2 separate regions of the Mus musculus genome follow, and region 1 is linked to region 2. The links are chromatin contacts, called in public HiChIP or PLAC-seq maps. All regions are on one chromosome and are shown on one strand. Each heading gives the region's core, a stretch centred on a gene start, on an enhancer-like site or on the middle of the called end of the contact. The rest is flanking DNA. Distances are from core to core; before and after follow the strand shown.

The links. HiChIP or PLAC-seq counts read pairs in DNA pulled down with a chosen protein or histone mark.
Region 1: an HNF4G HiChIP or PLAC-seq map of pancreatic cancer cells shows a contact between it and region 2. The contact joins the promoter of Ppfia1 here to the enhancer-like site in region 2. A contact is called at or near these places in 7 of 39 promoter capture datasets (HPC-7-derived erythroid cells, cranial neural crest, embryonic stem cells and 4 more), 3 of 484 Hi-C or Micro-C datasets (the G1E-ER4 cell line, growing oocytes and pre-megakaryocyte-erythroid progenitors), 3 of 115 datasets of contacts at active chromatin or transcription factors (CD8 T cells, the SCID.adh cell line and pancreatic cancer cells) and 3 of 9 other capture datasets (adipose tissue, liver and pancreatic islet).

The regions. Positions count from the first base shown.
Region 1 is chr7:144,549,936-144,555,385 of GRCm38.p6, reverse strand. Ppfia1 (protein tyrosine phosphatase, receptor type, f polypeptide (PTPRF), interacting protein (liprin), alpha 1) reads left to right here and starts at 1,657. Exons shown (of 32, transcript NM_001195086.1): 1 at 1,657-1,867; 2 at 2,853-3,116. The coding sequence starts at 2,853. It also overlaps the pseudogene Gm35626.
Region 2 is chr7:144,445,255-144,450,715 of GRCm38.p6, reverse strand. Cttn (cortactin) reads left to right here. Exons shown (of 18, transcript NM_007803.5): 12 at 1,101-1,156; 13 at 4,844-4,913. Among named protein-coding and RNA genes, the nearest start is that of Gm34561, 17 kb to the right of the region's middle. Within about 2 kb of position 3,430, at least 76 of the 459 cell types and tissues checked have an H3K27ac peak or open chromatin away from gene starts, as enhancers often do. A contact at or near this core is called in CD8 T cells, pancreatic cancer cells and pre-megakaryocyte-erythroid progenitors, where this site is marked.

The sequences.
Region 1 (5,450 bases), core at 408-2,907, 110 kb before region 2:
TGCAAAGCATGCACTGCTTGCTAAGGGCAGCTCAGCTTCTTAGCTTGTGGTGAAACTTGCTGGAGAAGCATTGTTTTCTTTAGCTTTCTGCCATGCCAGCTTCATACATGTGCTGACTGTGGAAGAGGACCCAGTACAGTATGCCCTGTTGAGCTGTGTTTGGTCCTGGATCAGTTTCTTAGGAGATGGCTGTATTGGCAGGAACCTCTGGGGAGACATGAGCATTTTGTTTTTGTTTTTGTTTTTGTTTTTTGAGACAGGGTTTCTCTATATAGCCTTGGCTGTCCTGGAACTCACTTTGAAGACCAGGCTGGCCTCGAACACAGAAATCCGCCTGCCTCTGCCTCCCCAGTGCTGAGATTAAAGGCGTGCGCCACCACGTCTGGCTTGAGCATTTCCTCAAATCCAAACCTGAGATCAAGGCAACTGAGAACTTGTGTGCAGTGGCTGATAGTCCTTAAAGACTTTGCTGCTTCTATTTACATTCTGACTTGTTTTGTGGAAAAAGGTCTCATTATATAGATCGGGCAAAACTCAGAGATCTGCCTGCCTGCCTCTGCTTTCTGAGTGCTAGGATTTCAGGTGGGCACTATTGTGCTTGGTTATACTTGTAACTTGACTTTGTAATTAATTACTGACTTCTTGAAACAGGAATCTGCCCATGTAACCCTGACTGTCCTGGCTCTCTATGTAGCCTATACTAGTCGACAGTATTCTTGCCTTGGCCTTTGGAAAGTTTTATTGGCTTTTCAGTTATGGTTGATGATCATTTTGCTTTGGTTTCTGGACTATTTTATTGGCGTTAATTAAAAAAAAAAGTTTTAAAACAAGGTCTCAGTATGTACTCCTGGCTGTCCTGAAACTCACTATGTAGACAAGGCTAGCTTGAACCCAGAGATCTGCCTGGGTGCTGGGAATAAAGGCGTGTAGCACCAAGGCCAGCTAGCTTTTTATTTTTACGTGGAGTCTGGGAAATGGAACTTAGGTTCTAATACTTGCAAGAGTGACTGAGCCCTTACATTTTGTTGTTGTTGTGTGTGCGCGTGTGAATGTGAGCACATGTATGCACCCACACGATACATGTGTGCAGGTCAGAGGACAACATTCAGGACTATGTAGGTTCCGAGGATCTACTGCAGGTCTTCTGGGTCCTAGGGTTCGAACTCAGTCGTCAGGGTTGATGGCAGTAGCCTTTGTTTGTATTTTACAGGCAGAGTCTCCACCTTGCTGTAATTCTCCTGCCTCAGACTTCTGAAGGGTAGGCATAGAGGTAGAAGGTACCTTGCCCGACCTGTCAGCACTTTCCGGTTTTGCAGGTGGTCCGGCGGGACTCCCCAGAGGTCTTGGGTTTTGAGGGGGGGGGCGAGTGCTCAGGTGACGTCGGCGTTTGGGTGACGTCAACACACACACACTGGCGTGAGAGCACGGAAGCAGGACTGCGAGCTGCGCACACCTGCCAGAGATCTTTACCGGTGTTTCCACGGTCGCCCTGTCTCCGCAGGGGGTTGGCCTGCCGGGGGCGGGGCTAAAGCGAGGACTAGCCAATTGGATCTCCCGATAGACCGCCCGCCCACTACCGCGGATCTAGCGCATGCGCACGGCCCCGCGGCCAACCTCTCCCGCGGGGGGCGGTGCTGACGCTCGCGCCGACGCGCCGGACGTCGGGCACGTTGACGCCGGCGACGCGCCGGGCCCGGTTCTCTGCGCTCGCTAGTGTCCCGCGGCGGCGGGCCGGCCTTCGTGACGAGCGGGGCGGCGGGCCCGGGGGCCGGGCGAGGACGCAGCCGCGGGGCTGCGTGGGTCGGCCCGCAGCCGGCCGCCGCCCGAAGGCCGCTTCATAGCCCCGGAGCCGCGCCCGCCGGCCAAGGTGAGGGCGGGTGGAGCGGGCCGCGCTGGGTGGCGGGCCAGGGTCGGTGGGGCCGGGTCGGCAGGGTCAGTGTGCGGGGGTCAGCAGAGCCAGCAGAGTTGCGGCTAGCCTGGCAAAACGGGTTGATAGCAGTTAGGTCCGAGTTCGCTTAGACTGGCCAGAGTAAGTGAGGTTGGGGGCAGTGAGGCTGTGGGGTCAGCTGAGCCAGGCCGGGGCAGCGGGTGCTGCTCAGATGCACCTGCAGCGCCTTCTGCTTCATCCTCCACCCTGTGCCCTGACAGCATGCAATCTCTAGTTCCATCTCACCTTTTCCTCCTCCTCCTCCTTTTTTTTTTTTTTTTAACCTAGCCCTGTTGTCCCGACTTCCTAGATTCCCAGTGTGGGTATATTTTCTCTTTCTGTTCTTTTCCCCTGTCTTTGACTGTGAACTTATGTAAGTTGGGTTGGCTGACCAACCGTTACACAGCAGCAGGCCTTTGCTAAACACTTCTGTCCAGACTTTAAAAAGCCAATCCAGTTGCTTTTTCCGCTGATCACCAAATATCCAGCCCCACAAGTCAGGGTGCCTGCTAGTCCTTCCCAGGAGCTGACTGCACACATTCCTGGAGGATGCTTGGGTCCATAGTGCTGGTGTTTTGTCAGTTTCCAGTCTTCTTCTGTGGTTGAGGGACTGTTTGGAATCTCTCTTCCTGAGGAAACTGTCTTCAGCTGTTAAATGTGGATTTTAAACAGACCCCCACTGGTTGGAGGTGAGCATCCCAGCTCCTCTTGCTCCCAGGACTGTCTCCCCCAATCTGCTCATTATATTGACCTGTGCATGCTACTTCCCAGAGTGTGTGCATCCAGAGTGGATGATCGTCACGGATAGCTCTGGGGCTGTCAGCCTTTTTCTCATTAGCCACAGGTGGTGCTCAGAAAGCTGCAGGTTTGTGGAAACTCTTGTTCTGCACCTACTGATTGTGGTCTGTACCGTTCCTTTTTCAAGATGATGTGCGAGGTGATGCCGACCATTAGTGAAGCAGAAGGCCCTCCAGGAGGAGGTGGGAGCCATGGGTCAGGCTCCCCTTCACAGCCAGATGCTGATTCGCATTTTGAGCAGCTCATGGTTTCCATGTTGGAAGAACGGGACCGCCTTCTGGACACACTAAGAGAGACACAAGAAACACTGGCATTAACCCAGGGGAAGTTGCATGAAGTTGGTCATGAAAGAGATTCTTTGCAGAGGCAGCTCAATACTGCACTTCCACAGGTATGCCCATCAAACTGAAATCAAGGAAGGTTTCTGCCTTTAAATGTCTGCAGGACTGTCTTGTTAGTGTATTAGCTTGCTGGCTGCTTTGTGTAACCACTTGGGAAGTGATGGTTCTGATGTTTTCTGAGCACTGGTAAAATTCTCAGGAATTCAATTTAGGGGAAAAAATGGGGATCCACCAAAGCCATGTGACCACACCACTCCACTGTCATACCTCTTTGGGAAACTGCCTAGATTTAGGAAAGCACTTAAATGTTTTTGACAGGGGGCTATGAAGCAGTTGAGCTGTGTTGAGTGTCCCATTCTGTCTTAAACTTGTCCTTGTCTGCTGTGGATCTGTGAGGAGTGGATCTCAGGGTTTTTTTATCTTATCCCTGGTTTATGTCTTGTGGACTTCCAATTTCCTAGGGAAATCTTGTGGATAAATAGAACTCATTTCATGGGAAAAATTTATACAGGCTTTCTCCAGAACATCTGTGAGCTGTAACTAAACTTTGTTTCAGGGGAGAAAGGATTGAAAATTGAATCCTGAGGCTCCTCTTCCCAGGCAGATGAGACTTTCAGAGCTTGAAATACCTACTGTGTCCTTAGTATCACATTTAGATTGGTATGCTAGAGCCTCCTCTTTTGGAGTTAAGTGGTATAGGAAGGAGAAGGCAGTATAGCCAGCAAAGCCCAAGGTGAGAGGCAGGCATGTGGAGCAGGGGTTGCTTAGATTCCTGCTGACAGCCCACTTTACTGGTTCATGATGGGCGTCTCCTTGGTGCTCAAGGAATCTGCACTTACGCTCTTGTGGTGTGTCTGCAGATATCAGTTAGCAAGTCAGTAATGAGTGCCTTGATGCATCTCTCAGCTGTAAAGTCAGTTCTATGAGATGGGACTAAATGTTTGAATGTCCTTTTTAGAAACAGTAATTTGGTGTTAGTGTTGTGTGCTGAGGGGTTTTGTTTGGTGACTAGAGAGTTGTCTTTTCTTCCTGGAGTCTTAGGAATGAGCAGGTTAATTAGGTCAGATTCCGTTGCCTCATACTCAAGAGGCTTTCAGGAGGTCATGAGTCCTACTTGCTCTACTCTACACTTGGGTTTGTTGCAGCTCAACTCTGCATCAGTGGCTGGTCAACATTGAGGTTTTTGGAAAGAACAGGCACAGGGGAGGCAGAGCTGGTGGGTGTTGTGGGTAGTGAGTTTCAGGCAGTGAGAACTGTCTCACCTGTTGCTAGGTTGTGCTGGCTTGCTGCTCTGCAGTGCCTCATCAAATGTAGGACATGCTTGTGTCCACAGTTACATCATATCTGACCCGAGTCTAGTGTCACAGAGTAAACTTGTTCTAGATAATTCACTTCCTGGAATCAGGGTCCTCTGGTAGCTAAAAATGTGACCAGATGGGCATGTATGTTCAGTCAGTGTACTTACATTGGAGCATGCATGAGGACTGCACAGGCCACAAGTGTGTGCCTCAGCCAGCTCTCCAGTTAATGCTTGGGGAGCTTGGATCAAGGTATGGATAGGACCATGCCTCCTGTGAAAACTCTCCTGCTTCCTGCCATCAGTGACTGTCCTCCATTCTAATGTGGTCCAGCTCTTCACTACTGGTTCCTTTGCGCATGCTTGACTTTCTATAGGAAATCTGTATGTTTTGTCTTTTCACCATTCCCTGGACTTGTGAGATCCACCTTTACTTGCCCTGCAGCACTTGTGTAGATGGGCCCTGCCTGTTCCTTCTGCAGTCAGGACCCCTGAGGCTGACCCTGGTCCTAATCTTCCTAGGATACTTTTGCATTTGGGAGGTGCAGAACTAGCTGTGTGTGTTTCTGTTGGAGTGTTCTAAGGAGTGGAATTGTAGTGGACACCAGCCTCAGGAGTTGCTGCCAAAAGTGGTTGTGGTGACAGTTGGTACAACCACATGGTCACCCTCAGTATGAGGAACTGTTGTTATGTGCTGTAGAGCTCCAGGTGGAGAGATGGCTTCTTGACTGCAGCCACCTGCAGAGAAGTGTGCAGCAGCTTCTCTGCAGGTACATGAGGGAGCGCCGAGCAAGCTTTTAGTTCTTGTTTGTTGATTGGATTGTCTATTTCTAATTTGAAGGTTTTTTCTTTAAGATTTCTTTCTTTATTTAATATGAATACAGTAGTCTATCTACATGTAAGCTTGCAGGCCAGAAGAGGGCACCAGATCTCATTGTGGATGGTTAATGAACCACCATATATATGGTTGCTGGGAATTGAACTCCAGACCTCTGGAAGAGCAGCTAGTGCTCTAAACCTCTGAGCCATCTCTCCACCCCCTGATTTGAAGTTCTTTATACATTCTCTGTACATATATGTATAGAAG
Region 2 (5,461 bases), core at 2,181-4,680:
TGCAGGGAACACCTCTGGCCTCATCGCTGCAGACCCCCAGCGCTGACTCTCTGACCCATAGGGAGTTGGGTTTGCTTCTCTCAGACCTGATGTTAACCACACACTGGGGTGGTGGAGAATGAAAGATGTGTTTCATGTGCTCCCTGTGTCTTTGTTTACAGAGGTGTGGATTTTTGTTGCTGTTTTTTGTTTTTTGTTTTTGTTTTTGTTTCTTTTTGGCCAGGTATACAAGGTTTTATGTGTGTGTTTGTTTTGGTTTTTGGCCACACGGACTTGTGTGTAGTATCTGTCTCCACCCAGAGCCTTACCCTAGTGCACACTGTGTGTGGCTGATACTGGCAGGTGGAGGCATGCCCTGGGGATCTCAGAAGCTATTGCAGTTTTTCTCTTTGAGAGGTCAGACCTGGTTCCCAGAGCCAACCTGGTTCCTAGAAGCTGAGCACCCAGGCAGAGGCCTGTGACTCCCTGGATCAGGGTGGACTGTGGGCTCCCAGATGCCATCAGGCCCAGAGTGAATGTACTTGGTGCTGGCCCAGCAGATTGTGTGGAGGTGGCCATTGGTTCCTGTGATGTCAAGGCTGCATGACTGTCACTTTCATGTGTTTGTGTGTGGCAGCAACAGACATACTTGTCTGGTGGCATTTCCACACAGAGTTTTTGTTTTGTTTTGTTTTTTGTTTTTTCTTTTAAAAAGCAAGAGAACAAACCACGATGGGGCCTCTAATTAGTGCCCAGTAGAGCAGGCGCCCAGGAAGCAGATGAGAATAAGGCCCTGGCTGGTGCGAAGACTGTGCTATAGAAGTGTGCACTGCAAAGGCCTGTCCTGTGTCCTCCCTCCTTGGCTTCCTTCCCGCTGGCCTGCCGCCCATCCCCTCCCTGTCCCCATTCCTGGAAGCATGCCCACACCTCTCCTACTCCCTGCCTGCACTGGGCACTGTGGTTAGACAGCTGGCTCTGCCAGGAGAGCCTGTCCTCGGGCAGCTTTCACGTCCCTCCGCTCTGGTCTGTGTCCCCGGGCTGTTTGTGGATCCATGCGCATGTGCCTGCCACTGCTCGCCCATCCTCAGCCTCACGTAAGTCTCACCTTTACCACCTTTTAGACTATGCCAAAGGATTCGGCGGGAAGTATGGGGTGCAGAAGGATCGGATGGACAAGGTAAGACTGGTGAGCCATGGTGGGGATGTCTTCCGAGGGCCGTTGGCTCACTACATGGAGGTCTGTCCAGTGACATTAGGTATATCATTCCATGGCTCTGGAGTGGCCACCTGGGAACCCTGCATACCTCATGTGGCACACTGTGGGTTCATTCTGTTTCACATGTGGGGCTGAGGCCAACCAAGCTGAGTACTTGGTCACAGCACAGCAGTTAGCAGGAGGGATCTTGGGTGAAATTGAGGCACTTGATACAAGGGTCTTGGGACCTATTTGACCTTTTTTTTTTTTCTGACGCTTTATTTATTACGTATACAGTGTTCTGCTTGCATGTGTGCCTGCACACCAGAAGAGGGCACCAGATCCCATTATAGATGGTTATGAACCACCATGTGGTGCTGGGAATTGAACTCAGGACCTCTGGAAGAGCAGCCAGCAAGTGCTTTTAACCTCTGAGCCATCTCTCCAGCCTGACTATTTGAACTTTTTTTTTGTTTGTTTGTTTGTTTTTTTTTTGTTTTGTTTTTTCGAGACAGGGTTTCTCTGTATAGCCCTGGCTGTCCTGGAACTCACTCTGTAGACCAGGCTGGCCTCAAACTCAGAAATCTGCCTGCTTCTGCCTCCCGAGTGCTGGGATTAAAGGTGTGCGCCACTACTGCCTGGCTTGAACTTTTAATTATTAGCAGAAAGCCAGGCAAAAACCAGTTCTCAGAATTGCTTAGTGGCCACATTTAGTCACTGTCTGTTACCACAGACGGGGGAACTGGACTACTTACTAGTCTTGTTGCAGTGGGCCAGCACCTGGGACATCCTGGGCCTTAGCCTGCCCTTTTTCACTTTTTCCTTCAGATAGGGTCCTGCTGTGCCACCCAGGCAGGCCTGGGACTTGAGGTGCTTCTGCCTCGGCCTTCGGGGTCTGGCATTGGTGGCCAGTGCCATCCTGTCCAGCTTTGTCTTTTAGTCATGAAAGCGTGTTCCTGTGGTAACAGATTGCTCCTTCTCTCCAGATCCCCTCATCAGCCTGTTGTTGCTTTTAATCAGTTCCAGAACCCTGTAAGGTCAGCTGTGAGCTGGTGAAAGTTGTTTTTCTAGTATGTCAGCCAGTGGTGGGGAAAGCTATTGCTAGACAGCTCTGTGGGTTCTCCAGTGGTCTGGCAGGGGCTGCTTTCCTCTGCCTGAGGTGAGCTGCATACTCTCAACTGCACAGATGCCAATGTTCCTTCCTGCCCTTGACTGTGGTCACACATGGCGTGCCTGGGTCATCCCCTGAGTTGTTCTTCCTTTAGACTCAGCTCACTGTGGTTGGCTTCATCCTGGGCATCTCCCAGGTCACCAGGGTATCTCACAGGAGACCCCTAGAGCAAAGCTGGTGGCTTGTGCTAACTGGCCCTGAGGAAGCAAGATGAACTGAGTTTAAGAATGATGATATGTAGTCAGGTGGTGTGCACACCTTGAATCCCAGTACTCAGGTTGCAGAGGCAGGCAGATCCCTGAGTTCAAGGCCAGTCTGATCTACAGAGAGTTTCAGGATAGCCAGGCCTTTACAGAGAAACCCTGTCTCCAAAACAAAAACAAACTCATTGTGTGTATGCATGTATATGTGTATGTGCCACCAAGTATACTTGGTAGTCAAAGGACAGCTTGTGTGAGTTGGTTTCTACCATGTGGGTCCCAGGGTTTGAACTCGGGACACTGGGCTTGGAGGCAAGTGCCTCTACCCAGTGAACCCTCTCACTGGTCCCTGGGCTGAGGTTTGAGGGCAGATGGTCAGTGACAAAGCAGAGGATGGGACAGGAGCCTGCTTTGGGAACAAGGTCATTGCAGATATGGAAGAGTGAGGGTGGCGATTCTATTTCCTGCTGTGGGGGAAGCCTATGGAACATTCAGCCTTTACTGAAGGAGCCTGAGTCCGGGCACAGCTGCACACACCTGTAACCCAGCACTCGACAGAGCAGAGGGCGGGCTTGGTGTGATTCCAGGCAGTGGTGGAGGCTTGCAGAGTTGGGGGACTTGGGTAGAGAAGATGAGAGTGATAAGGCCTTAGGCAGCCAGGATGCTGCAAGGCTGCCTCAGTGGCAGGGGAGGGCCATGCAGCATGCTGAGGGGCACCCCTCAGGGTTTTACCTCTGCCAGTTGGAATAGACTGAGCAAGGAGGCTGGGTAAGGTGGCAGGAGACCAGGTGTGTGGTGGCTGAGAGCCCTGTTGCAGAAGACATAAGGAACTAAGTGTGTTAGTCAGAGGCTGGCATTGAGGAAGTTGTGGTGTCTGTGGTTAACAGTGATGGTAAAGATGGCGACCACTGACCTTGTGCACTCGTAGTCAGGAAATGATGTGGTTAGCATTGTCTCGTCTCCCCACCTCCTGCCAGCCAGGCATGGCCATTCTCTCCCTGTCTATTGTCCTATGGAGATGCCCAGGGAACTGTGGGCAGGATCAAGGCCCAGCTATGCCACGAGGCTGTTCTGAGAGCAGTGTTCATCCCGATAGTGACTAGGATAAGGTGGTAACCTCGATACCAGCCTGTCCTCTCCTGGACAGGAAAAGTGTTCCTCTGTGGTGCCTTGGGCAGCTGCAAGTTGTCCACGGACAAGAGTGGCCACCCTTGGGCTCCAGAGCCAGGTTCTGTGGAGAAAGGGCCAGAGTGAGGGCTGACTTGGCAGGATGGATCAAGGGCTGAGGACGGGGGGAGACTCAGGAAAGTGGAATTGCGATCAAGAAGCTGGACTGGGGCTGAGCGAGCCTCAGAGGTGAGGCTGGCTTAGGGTTGGGAAGGCCCTAGGTGTTACCCCAGCACACTTTAGAAAAAAGGGGGTGTTGTGATCTGGAAGGCAGGAGTGAGAGAAGGGAGCAGAGGGTGTGGAGATGGATCAGGGCTCCTCCAGGCAATTGCAGATCAGACAGGAGCCTCCTAAACAGCTAGGTGAGGGTTGTTCTGAAAGAGCAGGCTAGGGTCAGGTTTAGGGGCGGGGTGTCTGGGAAGAAGAAAAGGGGTGGTGAGAGCAGCTAAGGTGGGCCCAGCTCTGAGGGCCCTCAGCTGAGAGTGGCTTATGGGAGATCAGGCAGGGTTCATCTCCCATGGTCTCAGCTTCCCTGTGGAAGGGAGATGGACAGGGGCTGGTGGGGCAGGTCACACTGAGAGTAGCCCATTGGAATCAACGTAGTTGAAGGACACTACTTTCACTGGGGAGAGGCCCCTGGACCACCTTCAGTCTCCCTTCGTGTGGTATGTGTTGGGACTAGTGAATGTCCTGAACCCTGAGGTTCTTTTTAGAAGCCACATGGCTAGGGCTGTTGTTGGTGTCAAGAGACCTGTCAGCCCATGCTTAGGTCGGCCACTGACTTCCTCTGTCCCTACCAGAGTAATTCTGGAGCCTGTAAGCATGGTTGAGGTGTGGGAAGCTGAGAGAGCCTACAGAAGAGCAAGGAGGGGCCTGGTAAGGTGACCCTGTGACCCACAGAGCCTCACAATGACTCATGGTCTAAGTTCAGGAGCATGCACCTGCAGGATCATCAGTATGTCTGTGGAAGGGGAGCCGAGACCCAGTGACTGTGGAGTGCAGGATGGGGCAAGAGCTCTCTGTTGTGGGGGTGTTTTGAAAGCTGGGGAAGGCCCATATTCTCTAGGTTACAGCTGCCCTGGCTGTGAAGGAGCGGGGATAGTACTCCCTGATTCCTCTCTGTCTCCATAGAATGCATCCACCTTTGAAGAAGTGGTCCAGGTGCCATCTGCCTATCAGAAGACTGTCCCCATTGAGGCCGGTGAGTCCTGGCAGTCTGAAAGCACTGTGGCTATGTGGGGTACAGTGTTGGTGCCCCGTGGTGCCCCAGGCATGACTGAGGGGAAGGCCTTACCTGTGGGGTATTGGTGAGAGGTGCTGGAGACCAGGTTCTGAGAGCAGCCTACGTGTATGCCCTGAGCCTACTTCTCTCACCCACAGCTTTGACCAGTGGCTCAGAAACATGTCCTTTCAGGTGTCTACTGGGTTTGTGAGGAGTGAGAATCATCTAGAGAGTGCATTTGTATATAGGATAGAAATTTCAAAGCACATCAGGAGGTGGTGACCATTGGCCACTGAAGACACAGGATCAGTTCTTGGGTCCATTATGAAAGCCATCAGCACCTTTTGCAAAGGCCTCTGGAGGCACCACTTGTTTTATTGATATCTTCTGTGTCTCACATTTACAAGGGTCCAGGTATGGTGGGATATGACATCATCTCAGCGTTTGGGAGACTGAGGCAGGAGGATTGCCACAAGTTCAAGATCAGCCTGGGTTACGTACTGAGGCTTGGACCAGCTTCAACTATA